3 separate regions of the Mus musculus genome follow, and regions 1 and 2 are each linked to region 3. A link is a contact called in public ChIA-PET and promoter capture Hi-C data. All regions are on one chromosome and are shown on one strand. The core of a region is the stretch at or near the end of the contact, and the rest is flanking DNA. Distances in the headings are between cores, read along the strand shown.

The links. Promoter capture Hi-C pulls out the DNA fragments that hold promoters and counts their contacts. ChIA-PET counts read pairs in DNA pulled down with a chosen protein or histone mark.
Region 1: a promoter capture Hi-C map of second pharyngeal arch cranial neural crest shows a contact between it and region 3. The contact joins the promoter of Lonrf3 here to the promoter of Pgrmc1 in region 3. A contact is called at or near these places in 4 of 39 promoter capture datasets (cranial neural crest, hippocampal neurons, liver and 1 more), 2 of 484 Hi-C or Micro-C datasets (embryonic stem cells and liver) and 1 of 115 datasets of contacts at active chromatin or transcription factors (pancreatic cancer cells).
Region 2: a contact with region 3 is called in an RNA polymerase II ChIA-PET map of memory CD8 T cells, with 23 read pairs. The contact joins the promoter of Septin6 here to the promoter of Pgrmc1 in region 3. A contact is called at or near these places in 6 of 39 promoter capture datasets (the 3T3-L1 cell line, the C10 cell line, hippocampal neurons and 3 more) and 2 of 115 datasets of contacts at active chromatin or transcription factors (large pre-B cells and memory CD8 T cells).

The regions. Positions count from the first base shown.
Region 1 is chrX:36,325,799-36,330,282 of GRCm38.p6, reverse strand. Lonrf3 (LON peptidase N-terminal domain and ring finger 3) reads right to left here and starts at 1,874. Exons shown (of 11, transcript NM_028894.1): 1 at 884-1,874. The coding sequence starts at 1,703.
Region 2 is chrX:36,986,759-36,991,440 of GRCm38.p6, reverse strand. Septin6 (septin 6) reads left to right here and starts at 1,746. Exons shown (of 10, transcript NM_019942.5): 1 at 1,746-2,062. The coding sequence starts at 2,033.
Region 3 is chrX:36,595,917-36,600,084 of GRCm38.p6, reverse strand. It overlaps Pgrmc1 (progesterone receptor membrane component 1), which reads right to left and starts at 1,892. Exons shown (of 3, transcript NM_016783.4): 1 at 1,471-1,892. The coding sequence starts at 1,798.

The DNA of each region.
Region 1 (4,484 bases), core at 625-3,124, 270 kb after region 3:
ACAGGGCAGCGGGGAGCGAGCCCCCCCCCCCTCCGCCCCCCGCACACGCTCGCGGGATGGTTTCTGAGGCGAGCGTGGCCCACTTCAGTTACCTCAGCGTTACACAATCCCCGCCCGCCCGCCCGCCCGCTTGCCTGCCCGCCCGCCCGCGCGGGGGAGGGGCCGCCGGCCCGGGCTGGCTCGAGGGCCTTATGCAACCAGTGCTCTCCTGACCTAATTCCAGGCGGGACCCACCCCACAGGGAGCCTCGGCCCCGGAAGGGACAACTCCCAGAGGCGGGAGCCACGGACTCAGGCGCCCGCAAGCCACCTCCGGTTGGTAAAAGCCAGGAGGACCGCGCGGGAGTTTGGAAAATAGTGCCAAGTTCTTCTGCTGATAGGGGAGGTACCGGCAGGTGTAAGAGCGAGCTCCAAAGTGTCCAGGAAAGACCGTGAACTAGAGACAGTGACACTGAGCAAGACCGAAACAGCGACAAAACTGAGAAAAAAAATGCGCAAAAAAGAGACGAACGGGATAAACTAAGAAACTGGAACCAGGAGGTATAGGAGCAGGAAAGCAAGCAGGAGAGAGGGAAAGAGCACGAGAAAAGAAAAAAAAAGCTATAGGACCAATCAGAAGACTGAGACACAGCTTTTAAAAAAAAGCTAAAGTAGGGAAGACAAACTCCTTGCAATGCCCCCTCCCTCCTCCTCGTGGGCCACGGGCTCTTCCCTCGCCACCCCACCCCCCAGCCCGCGCGCGCGCGCGCGCGCGCGAAACCAAATCAGTCCGGTCCGTCCCCCCGCCCCCGCCTCCCAGCAGGGATCGCTCCCCCGCCCCCCTCGCGTGGCGAGCAAGCCCGCACGGCCCCTGTGGCGGCGCATGGGGGGTGGGGGGGACTCACCTAGACGAACAGCCTCGTTGTACTTGAGCAGAGCTGCCTCCACCTGGTGCTCGCGGAACAGCCGGTTGCCCTCGTGCCGGAGTTGCGACGCCCGCGCGGGGCCCGGGAACAACTTGCCCAGGAGGCCGCTGAGTACCACGTTAACTCGCAGTTGCAGGGGCGCCGGCTGCCCCGCGCGCCGCGGCCCGCGTGCCCTCCCACTGGCCGCCATCAGAGCGGAGAGCTTGACCCCGCACAGAGCGCAGCGCCGATCGGCGGCTCGCCCGCGCTCCAGGCACAGTTTACAAAAGGTGTGGCCGCACCACAGGGACACCGGGTCTGAGAGAAACCCGTGACACTTCTTGCACTTAAAGCCATCCCATACCTCGGGGGCCACGGCCGCGGCCTCCCCTGCCTCTTTCAGCGCCGCGGCGCAGCAGCTCGAAGTGCCGCTCGAGTCGGAGGCCAGCTCCTCTTGCGGGACACTGTCGGCCAAGCAGCGCACTAGCTGCTCCAGCTGCTCCGCTACGAGCTGCTGCCTCTCGGAGAGCTGTCGGTACACCTCGAGGGCTTCCCGAAGGTGCCCCTCAGATGCCAAGGCATCCGCCTGCGTGAGCAGGACTTTGCACTCCAGCGGTGTCGGGACCGCCAGAGGCAGGCTTTGCTCGGGCTCTTGAGCCCCGAGAGCTTGGGAGCCCTCGGGTGTCACCTCCTCCGGGTGGGCGGCTGACTGCCCTGCGGCCGCTGATGTCCCCGGCTCCTCCGGCTCCGCCAGCTCCAAGTTGTTGCTGCCGAGCTCGGCGGACAAGCTCACCATCTGTGCGGTCTGAAGGGAATCCATTGAGAGAAGGAACTGCGGAGGTTGGAGTGAGGAGAGGCGTCTAGGAACAGGGAACTAGCAGGAAAGAGCGGCGGCTGGGAGCGGGCTGCGCGAGCGAGAAGGCGGGATCGCCGCGCGCGCGAGTCTGCCTCGCCTCCCGAGCTCCATGCCGGCTGCCCCGCGCTGCCTAATAACTGTCTTGTCTCAGCGAAGCGTTATATAAAACGCAACCACGTGACTCCTACCACGCTGCTCATTGGCCGGCAGCGGGGAAATTGTTACAAAACCAGACAGTTTTGTAACAGCTTTGCGCTTGCTTCTTTTGGCTTGGCTTTTCTTGGCTTGTTTTTTGAGGTTGTTTGCATTTACTCTTTCTTTCTCACTTGTGATTTTGGGTCCTTTCTGGACTGGGGAGAGGTACACAACCTCTTCTTCCACGCTTTTCCAGCTCTAAACTCTTTGCCATCCCACCTCAAAAGTAGTCTGCAAACAGGTCCGCTCTGCCAGCCGCTTGTTGGAGTCCCCCCGCCCGAGAGAGGCCGGTCCCTATCGGCTCCAGTCACAGAAGTTGCTGGAATGCCAGGCTCCCCTCCAGGGGGCGATGGCTGATGTCTGCAAAGGCACCTAGGGACACCCAAGAAGTCCTCATTTGTTCCCTAGAAGAGCGTTAAGTGCCCCTGCTGAAGCTCCTGGGTTTCCTGAGGGATTCCCCCAAAAGAGACTTAGTGCAGTTTTAGGAGAGTTCTTTGTTTCTTACCAAGACAGCGAATCATGAGCAAATGGTCCAGCGGATAAAACAAGTTAGGCAGTCCGTGCTGGGCAGCAAGGGAAGAACGCACATCTTATAATCCTATATTAGATTGCTCATTGGGACCCCAGGGAGGCGCCCTCCGGTTCTCCTCCTCTTCCCTCCCACCCCCAACTCAGGGACCAGTGCTGGAGCGGGCACCCCCCTGGAGATTCACTGGCTCCAGGACCCAGAGACCAGATGGGCACCACCTTGAGAGCTGAGTTTGCTGAGTTCGCTGTAAACTCGGGGGGGGGGGCGGGGGGGGAGCGTGAGGGAAGCAGAGGGAAGATACAAGCCCAAGACAGCAAATCCAGAAAAAAAAATCAGAGAATTCAGTCACAGCCCAGCTGCTAAACAGCCTCCAGGTTCACAGAAGCTGACTTCTGGCAGGCCGTGCCTAACCTTAGGGTTTGTGCCCTTGCGCTAGGTTGAACACAAGTTGTAGTGCCTGGCTTGGGCTGAGGAGTGGGGCGGGAAATTCCCAACCAGGCACCCCTTAAAAAAATGCCAGACTGCTCACAAACTACACAAGGATTTGTTTACTGCTGGCCTTTGCATTTCAGACAAGAGCCATGAACAAAATGAACCGGCAGGGTTCTGGAGTACCCCACTTCAGGATAGACTGCTTCAAGAAGGAAGGCTGAGTTCAGTCAGGCTTGCTCTCAATTGTCTTCCTCCTCCCTCCCGCGCCTACAGGTCCTGGAGAGTGCTCAAATTAAGATTCCAAGCTGAGTGTCTCCAAGTTGCCTCCTGCTGTGGTCATTTAGCTGGGGGGTCTTGGGCAATATCATCTAAACCTATTATTTTCACTTCTAAACAAATGTCTGGGATGGTTTTAGCTGGGATTAAGTCTTGTTTCAGAGCTGGAATGATAGACTCTTTGCCAGCATTGAGGTCCTTAATCCAGCCTTAAGCCAACAAACACCAAGATCCTGGAGAATAAGTATAGACAATGTGCAGCACACTTCAGGGCAGCCCCCCCCCCCCCCGGTCAGACAGGACACGGAGGGACAGAGTAGAGAAGGGAGGCAGTTCATAGACTAGAAAGAGAGCAAGAAAAGAAAGGCTCAGGATTCAATCAGGAAGGCAGGAAAACAACACAGGAAAACTTGGTCTAGCTTTGGCTTTGCTGAACAAATCCTTGGGGTCCTAAAGTTTCCTCCAGCCCTAACCTTGAGTATTCTTGATCCTAAAACCAGATTTCAGGCGTTAACTACTGAATCTCAAATAACTATTCCATATTCCATGGCAGGTTTGGGGAGGTGGGGCATGCTTGGGGCTAAAGACTGAATTCAGCAGCAGCTACAGAGGAGCACGGGGCTCCAAAGGCTATCCTCTATCATGATTCTGAAGCTAGGGAGCCCATCAGGAGACTGACCAGGAGATGGAGGAGGTGGAGAAAAGTCAGTAGAGAAGAAGCTGCAGTTTCTGGTGGCTTGCTATCTGGAGCTGGGACAATCATTTCACTCCTTAGTTTACTCTGCTATCAAATGGAATTCCCAGAACTAGTTATATGTCTACCACTTCTGATACCTATAAAGAAGGACAATCTGCAGGGCATGAAGAGATTCATTTGAAAGGACCATGACACCGGTAACAAGAAACCTCTTAATTTAAAAGCATCATCCCTTTGACATCTCCAAAACATTATCCCAAATTGTCTTCCAAATGCAGTGGTGAGGATGTGCCTTGCTTCTTAAACCACTCTGTTTAATACACTCCTTAAATTTATCCCTCTGTAACCTACAGGTCATGGGGAAACAAGAATGTCAGGCTGGGCAGATGGTCACAGTCCTGCCTGCATGAGGAAGGATGTGCTTTCAAGGCCTCTTCTGGACACCTGCATTTACAGGGTGCTGACCATGAATTTGGTTAGGAATGGTTCTGATTATTAGGGTAATAGAGGGGCCTCTGGTGCAAAAGGCAGTTGCAACTAGCTGGCTGCTGACCAGACCAGATTCTATAGAAGAACTTTACATTGTGAACCAATGTAGTAGACTACATCCAACGAG
Region 2 (4,682 bases), core at 497-2,996, 390 kb before region 3:
GTCCCCACAACCTCCATCCAGCACAACCCTCCTTGTAGCAGCTCTTAAGTCTGTTTTCAACCAAATCCCATGCCAGTAACAGAGCTCGGCCCAGGCCCTTTGTCATCTACTATGTGCCAGCCTTTGTCAGGGGAAGACTCAAAGGCTACCTACTGGAGGCCTAGCCTGGAAGCAGCCAGCGCCTCTGCTTCCCCACCCCCATCCGGTTGAGGCCCAAACCTTAAAGCAGTTCCTCAATTTTAGTCTTGGCTTTATATGTTTGTACTACATCAGTCCAGGGCCTAGGCCTTCCCCCAAGTGGTCCTGGGGGTCTCAGAAATTACAGCTGCTTCTCTTCCTTGATACCGTCACCCACCCTGTGGCCTCTGACTGTTCCAGGCTCTTCTCTTTTAGCCCACTCTCTTGAGTATCTAGAACATTGATGAAACAGGGATCACTTAATGGGATCCTGCTTTCAGCACTGGGGACACGTTTCAGAGAGTCCTTGTGCTCAGGATGTAGAGGTTACTTGAAGAGTCCCCGAGAGAACACGAGAAGCATTCACTGCTGGGTGCAGTGCAGGACCAGGGCAGTTCTATTGTAGACACTTTGGTTCCCTGCTTCTGCTCTCCCTATACTTTCTAGGCCTGGTCTTTGTGTGAGATCCCTCTCCCTGGTTCTTTCTTGTTTTCTGCTGTCCCCTCCTCAGGAGAGAGACCTAAGATCCTATCGTTCTGAAGTGGGGGCCTCCTGGGCCTTTGAGAAACCATATCTCACCAAGTTCATCAATCATACGGAGCCAACAAAAAAGCCAATCCCAAGACAGAGAGAGAGAGAAGAGGAGAGGGGTGGACTCCAAGGCTAGGGAGGTGGGAAGCATGCCAGGAAGAGGGCCACCAATGGCAGTTGTCTGGGAGGAAAAGGAGAGCAGGCAGGCATCTTTCTAGCCTTTGGATGTTATGAGCTGTCCCAGGTCAGCCATATGGTCCTGGGATGAATAAGTATTGAGGAACGATTGGAACTGGACAGAATGATTACCCCTCCTGTATCTGCATCTGCCTCAACAGAGCTAGAGACCTTCAGTTCCCATTCTTAGACTCCCTTCTGGCTTCTAACCTAAAAGGTGGGATGTTCTGCATCCCTGTTCGCCCTGTTCATACTGAGAGGAGGGACCAGAGTGGGACCAGTGACGTCAGTTTCTATTTGGTACAGTAGTGGAGAGCTGGGCTCCTACTGCACCTCAGGACAGGAGCGATGTCCTCCACAAGTCCCAGCTCAGTTGTGGGGCTGCACTGCAGCTCCCCAGTTAATGCTCCATTTCTAAGCTGTAATGTGGTGGCGCTGCAGGTGCTGCAACCCCTGTCCTGCCACCGCCCCTCCCCAACCCAAGGAGATAACAGGATTAGTTAGGGTAGACTACGGGAAAGCACTGACACTCCAGAGACCAATGCTCCCACCCAGGCACCCAGGGTTCTCAGTTGGGAGCACAAGAGGTTATGGGGGCTGGGAAAAGAAAGCGGACTGCAGATCTCAGCCTAGGAGCAAAGAGTAGGAGGGGGAGGAGCCAGGACACCCTTCCAGCCTCAGGTCTGGGGGCTCAGGGATGTAAAGGAAAACAGGGTGTGTGTGTGTGTGTGTGTGTGTGTGTGTGTGTGTGTGTGTGTGACAATTCAGCAGAGGTCGGGACGTACCACGGAGCCCAGTAGCGGCAGGGAGGGGGGGGGGCGGAGGACGTGGTCACCGAGGGGAGCCCCCGCCCCCTTCACAGAGGCCGAGACTCGGGTTGCAGAGAGAACTGGAACTGGGCTCGCCCTAGGGGAAGGCAGCGCGGCCAATCCGTCCCCTCCCCACACCTACTCTGAGGGGGTGGGTGATAGAGGAGAGGTTGGGGTTGGAGCAGCGGTGAGGGGGCCCCTCCCTGGCACCTCCCTCCACCAGACTTGGTCGCGCCCGAAGTGTAACACTTTCTCTTTGTCGGAGGAGCTCTTCTGTTTCCTGTGCAGCAGCTCCCGTTGCGGAGGCACCCGAAGCAGCCCTGGCGGACCAAGGAGCGATGGCAGCGGCCGATATAGCTCGCCAGGTGGTGAGTGTAGGGCTTGGATACCAGTCCCCGGGCTAGGGGTTGAGGGTGTGGGGCTGGGGACGGCCGAGCAGACTTGGTTGCGGCTCGACTACCACCACTACCACGAGGAGGGCAATGGGGTAGCATCCAGGAGCAAAGAGGCAAGGCGGGACTTTTTGCTCCTGGGGTCAGCGGCTCAGTCTACTCTCCCCGCAGCATGTCCTGGAGACCTGTGTTGGCGGGAGGGTGGGGGGGCGGGAGGGTTGGAGAAGCATACTGGCGGGCAGCTGAACTTGCATCGCCGGAGAGAGCTGCAGTGAGCGCCTCCGCCTCCCTTGCTGCAGCTGCGGCCCCGCCGCTGGGGCGTTGCCGAATGAATGGCAGCATGGGTCTGGAGCCCTCCGGGGCCCCTGTCCTCTTAGCTTGGGAGCGCCCCTGCCACAGCTGCCTGCTGGGACTCCAGCTTGCTCAGATAGAGGGGCGCGGAGCTGGGGGGTAGCCCGGGACCTAAGGCAGAGTGTGGTGAGGGGGGCGGGGAGGTGACTAGCTGGAGTAGGGTTTCTCCATATGCATTATATACGTGACTGCGTCTGTATGGGTATCAGCGTGTGCGCATATATGTGCATGCGCGCCCTCCTGCCTTCCCCGTGGCAGGGTTATGTGACCCTAAATGAGTTGGCCTGTTTCTGTGTGCTCACCTCTACGGTGTGTGTCCCTGTGTTCCAATGCTGTGTCCACTTGTGCTGTGTCCCACGGGGTCCCATTTGTGTATCTGTGGAAGGGAGGGAGGGATGCAGTTTATCCCAGCCTGTAGGTGGCTGGTTGGGTATTTTGGCACGTTCCTGGACGGTTCCCTGAGCGTCGGTCTTGGGTTCAGTGTACATGGGTTTATATGCTAAAACCTGTGGCGCTAACATCTTTCTGTAGAGACCAACGAGAACAGTGTGAGACTTGCAGAAGCAGTGTTCTCTCTTTCGGTAGCGATCAACTCTGGAGGAAAAAAAAAATCATCTTAAAAAACTAAAGTTTTCCAGCCTGGGATGTGCAGAGAAATCATACCCAGGAACCCGAGGTTCCATGTTTGTTTGTTTTAGGTCTGAAGTTTGCTTACAAAGATGAAAAGTGGTGACAATTCCACCAGCGCATCAGCACAATAAGCTGAAGCAGAATGAGGTAGAAGGCAGCCAGGCATAGCCCACTACCCCAAATACTGCTGGATGAAAAATGATAACCCTGTAACCTCCCATTTATGAACAGCCTGTGCAATGAGACTCCTGTGCAAAAGGAGGGGGTGGGGAGCAGCCTCTGGGGAGTTGGTGTAATTGCAATTGATTTGTTGTCTAAATCTGAGTCTCCAATCTGATAGCATTTTCTCTACAGATAAAGAAGTTTATTCCATTTCCTGTCTGGCTTTGGAAGGACGGGGTGGTTTATTCGAAACCTAATCCACCCCGTGTACAGCCCAGCCTTATGCAGCCATGGTGTAGAAGGTAGAGGCAGTTGTGAGACGCTGCTTGACAATGATGGAATTTGAGAGATTTCTCAAGATTGATGCTGTGATATTTGTTGCTTCTAGTGTTTTGAGGACAACCAGGGTGACTTTCTTATCTGCATTCTAAAGATGCTATAGTTTTAAGAAGATGAATCCATCTCCTGGCTTATACTTGCTCTATCCTTAGTGACAAAAACAAAAAACCCACAACACTATAATGATTTTTTTTCTTGCTTTAATGAATTTGCATTGACCTGCCCTCACCTCACCAGTCTCCCTTGCCTGGATTAGGATTGCAAGGCTGATGATGGTGAGGGAGAAGATTCCAGAAGGTTGCTTCACCTTAGGCACAACTCCAACAATCCAGAGATCACCTTTGTTCTGCAGATGGGGAGGGCAGCAAGGGGGTGGTTTGGGGGTGTCCCTTGATTTTGCTTTGGGGTGGCTCCACTTTGCTCTGGCTGGCCTTACCACATTGTAAACTGAAAAACATAATTGTATGGCAAATTCTGGAGCAGACCGAGCATTTGAGACTTTGTTATCATGATAAGTGGGTCTCTGGGAAAACTGACGTCACTCTCCATGCTTCCCTCCCTCAAGCCAGCGAAGCTCTTATTTATGTGTCATTTGTCTCTCTGCTTTCCTTTGTGTCTGCAAAAAGTTGTAATTCACCAGGGGAAGCTGGAATTAACTCAAGAGTCTTTGGGTGGCTCGTTGCTTCTGGTTTCTTCAAAGGAGCATGTGTCTAGGGCTTGGGAAGAGAAGACCAGCGAGCCAGGCTATGTGTGGCAAATTTAGAAGTTCTTCTTAGTAAATTCTGAGGCATGGTGAGAGACTGTCTTGGTATGTGTGTTTCAGCGTCTTCACGGATTCCCTGGAGGGTCACTGCCATCAAACATTGTTAGTGGTAAACCTGGCACGGCAGTTGTTGGGCAGGGCCTACATTTGGCCCTTTGGAAATTTGTAATTCAGTTGCATCTCATCTGAATGAACTCCAGAAATGATTCTGCATGAGAGCCCTATGCAAAGTGTACTTGTTTGACTGATGTGAATAGTACTATACAACCAGCCCTTGTCAACCATACCAAAAAAAAAGTAGCATACATGGCTTTCAAGGTTCTAGCCTAGTTGGAGACACACATTGTGGAT
Region 3 (4,168 bases), core at 643-3,142:
GGTAATTACACCATTGTTTATGGATAATGTGTGACTACAGTGACAAACAATATGTAGTTTTCCTATTATTTTGCAGTCACATGCCTACAGAACGTAATTTTCTAAAATGTCTGAAAGCAGAAAGGAAGAGTGAGAGTTCACTAAAAAGCCTTTGGCACATGTGCTTTTGATTGGCTGGACTCTGAGACGTAACAGAGTGGGTATGTCTGGTTTGGATTAGTGCTGGCTAGTCTTCCCTCTCAGACCAATGAGCATGTGAACATACCCACCCCCCAGCCCCGAGTTCCTGGTGCTTAGAGGAATCCATATTGGGAGAGCTAAAGCCTCTTCTTCCTCTCTAAATGTTCTAGAAAGCAGGGCTTTCTAAATCTGGCTGATTCCCCATTTCCCTACAGCAGAGGAGTAAAATGTAGATCTTTTTAGCCCTCTCCCCTGCCCCAGAGATCTAAGTGTGGCTATGGATGGTCAGGCCAAGAATCTGTATTTTTCATAAGCATCAGGTGATTGTGATAGGCAATCCAGTTTGGAAAAGCCTCATTTCTGGGGAGTTGTCCATCTCTTGTTTTCCCCTTGGTTGGCTTTTCCTGAAATCCCCCCACCCATCGGGCTTCACAGCCTTACCCTATTGTTTCTCAGGACCCTTCCACTCCTCCCTCCCACCCCCGTTTCATTTCATTTTATTTTTTCCACCTCCCAGTCTCCCCACTCTATCATACACTAAATATGGTGTTTCTGACCATCTCACCATGTTACCATAGTCCACCACACACTGCTCTTAATGCATCCAACCAAGCTTGGTCGCTTATTCATCATCCAGCCTGAGTCCACCCCACTCTGCACGCACATACACATACCAAAGACATACCTAACACATGTCACATTCCAAGCGCCACCCCCCAGACAAACGGTGTACACCAAACACACATTCACTGCGCATGCACACAGTGTACACACACACACACACACACACACACACACACACACATTCTCCGCCAGGAACAATGCTGCTTTACCTGACACTAATCCCCTTCTCCACTTTCTCTCTTTACACACCCTTACATTCCACCATGGCTCCTCCGGCGTCATCGGCCTCCACGTCTTCTCAAGTGTCTGGGCCTCTCTGGAGACACCTTCATTTTTTCCCCTCAAATCCGAAGTCTCCCCCTCTTTTCAGGACCCCCGCCCCAAAGCCCACTACCTTCGAAAAGTTCCCTAATATCCCGGGGCTTCGGACCTCGCTGTCCCTCCCACCCGCGGTTTCCAAGGCTCAGCCTCATTCGGGCATCCCATCCCCCCGTACGCACCCCCACCCACCCAGAGCCTCGTGCCCCCGGCCCGCTCCCATTGCTGCCCGCCTTCCCTCCGACCCTCCCACGGGGGCGCCCCACCTCCCCCGGCCTCTCTCCCGCCCCGCTTCCACGCCAGGGTCCCCTCTTTTGTCTCCACGACCCCCTGGCCCTGCCTCCGTACCAGGCCCGTAGAACTTGCGGCCTTTGGTCACGTCGAACACCTTGCCGTTGATGGCCATGAGAATGCGCGGGTCCTGGACGCCATCGAAACGCCTCAGCTCGGCAGGGGTGAAGTCGCGCCGCTTGAGGCGGGGCAGCGGGGGTGGTTCGTCGTCGTCGTTGTCGCCACTGGCACCGGGCTGGTCCCCGCGAACGATCTTGTAGAGCAGGAAGATGCAGAGGCCCAGGAGGAGCAGGTTGAGAGGAGACGTGAAAATCTCGTGCAGCAGCCCGCCGCCCTCTAGCTCGCTCGGGTCGGCGCCAGTCGCCACCACATCCTCGGCAGCCATGATCTCTGGAGCAAAGGTTGGGCCCGGCTAGGCAGAGCTCCGGAACAGTCCGCTTCCTCCGCCCTCCCAGCGAACAGTGGCGCGCAGCGTTCTTTGACAGAGGAAGAAAAGCTCGGGAGGGGCGGGGCTCCGGGGGCGGAGCCTATAAGCCCCCGCCCTTCGCGGCCACCTAAGCGCCCCGCCCTGCTCGGGCTGGCTCGGGCAAGCTGGGCCTGGTTCGGCCTCTGCTTCGGGCCCCCTATGTAGCCTCGGGGGTCTTGGTCTTTCTCCCTCAACCGCTCCGTCAACCAGGGCCACCGAGCCCAGCCCACCTCTCTGTTCTACCTGCTGGGCCTCTGCCCCGGTTTCCGGGCACCCTCAGATCATAGTGCAGCTCGCAGACACACAGCTCAGTCTCTTGGGTACAGTGGGTAGCTTCCCGCTGACCCTGTGGGGAAGCCTTGACTTTAGGGCCCGCTCCTCGCGGCAAATGACGTCAGTTAAAATGAGGTCGCATTTCTCTTGCTTCGCTTCTATTTTAAAGCCCCTTATACTCTCTCCCCTGGGCCATACCCTTAGAGCCAGGTAGCTGTTTTGGGATACTCTAATATCATGCCTTCAACTCCTTTTCACCTTACAGTCCTAGACTATTCGAACATCCATTTTGGGATGGTTCGCCTCCAATTCTTGCCCAAAAGCTGTGGGACTAACACCCAAAGGACAGCCAGTCAGGTAACAGGCCTGTCAATTCTATAAAATCTGGAGCTCAGATCGCCAGATTTTGCGTTTGTTCTTAAAGTTTTTTTTTTTCTTTTTGAAATCATCAATTATGCTTAGTCACAAGGCACCAGTAATCAACAACTGACATTCTGTTGTTGAGCCTTTTTTTTCTATAGAAATACCAGAATAATGTTCAAAGTTCCGTTGCTTGACAGCATTCTTCTATTTGAAGTCTGTGGAAACTACCCTTGGCAGTCACTGTAACCCTGAGCACAGCCCCTGATAAACGCTGGAGTTTGGAAGGATCCTAGATTTTATCTTTTTAGATTCCCAGGCTTCTGGTGTGCAAACAGGCTGCACGGGAGCAGGCCTCTATGGAACAAGGATTGTGCCTATTTTTCAGAGACCTAATCTGGCTGCCCCCCCCCTTAAATTGTAATTGGGAAACGGTAACATAAGAAAAAGGAGAATAATTAAAACCAAGCCATGCACACATCTGCAGAGCAGGGCACGACTTTTCCATACAATCCTGTTTGTACACCACTTACATGCAAGAGATTTGTGCAGAGAATTGGCTAAATTCTGAAAACTTTTGGCAAACACTGCTGTAATCCCTGCCCCCCCCCATCTTCTTAAAGTGTAATGAGTCAAACACTCTTTATATCCAGCCCACACATTTTTTCCCCCAGAGCTAAATTTAGGATTAGCTAAACCGGCCCCTCCAGATCTTTTGTCAAAACTCTTCAACTTAATCATCATGAAACAAGCTCAAACTGAGAGCACTCAGCTCCGGTTAGAATCCAGTTATCCCTTTCACAGAGTACTGTGAGCAGCAAAGATATTTCTTAAAAAATAACAAACTTGTGAAAAATGTTTTCATTTGAAACTAATATGGCCAAAAAAAAAAAAAAAAAAAGGGGGCTGGTGAGATGGCTCAGCGGTTAAGAGTGCCGACTGCTCTTCCAAAGGTCATGAGTTCAAATCCCAGCAACCACATGGTGGCTCATAACCATCTGTAATGAAATCTGATGCCCTCTTCTGGTGTGTCTGAAGACAGCTACAGTGTACTTACATATAATAAATAAATAAATATTTAAAAAAAAAAAAAAAAAAAAAGAATCTATCTTTCAGTGTTCATGTTAACTGATAGGAAGATCGTTAAGAGGCTGAGGAAATGGCCTAGTGGGCAAAACACACTGGCATGCAAGTGGAAGACCAGCTTCACCATCCCCAGCACTCATATAAAAGCTATGAGGGTTTGGCAGCTAGCCTTTAATGCAGAGCTGGGGAGTGGGCAACAGGTTAACAGACTATCTTTTGCCCTGCTATCTAAGGGGGGGTGATTAAGGGATACACTATACTTCAACCTCTGCCATCCACACAAGCACACCCCCCCATACACACACATGCATACTCAAATACATACCACACTCACAGACCATGTGGCAAAGAAGAAAGAAACAAAAAAAGAAAGAAAAGAAAATCACAAGTGAAATCCTCTAGTCATAATGGAGAAAAATGAGGAAATATCAGTGGTGAATAAAAGCATATAAAATGTTCAGTTTTGTTAGTAATTAAGAAATACATGGAAATACCATTGTCATCTGCCACCTTTGTATAGGATGGGTATAAAGAGCAGAAACGAATAACATGCTGGTAGAAAAGTGAGGA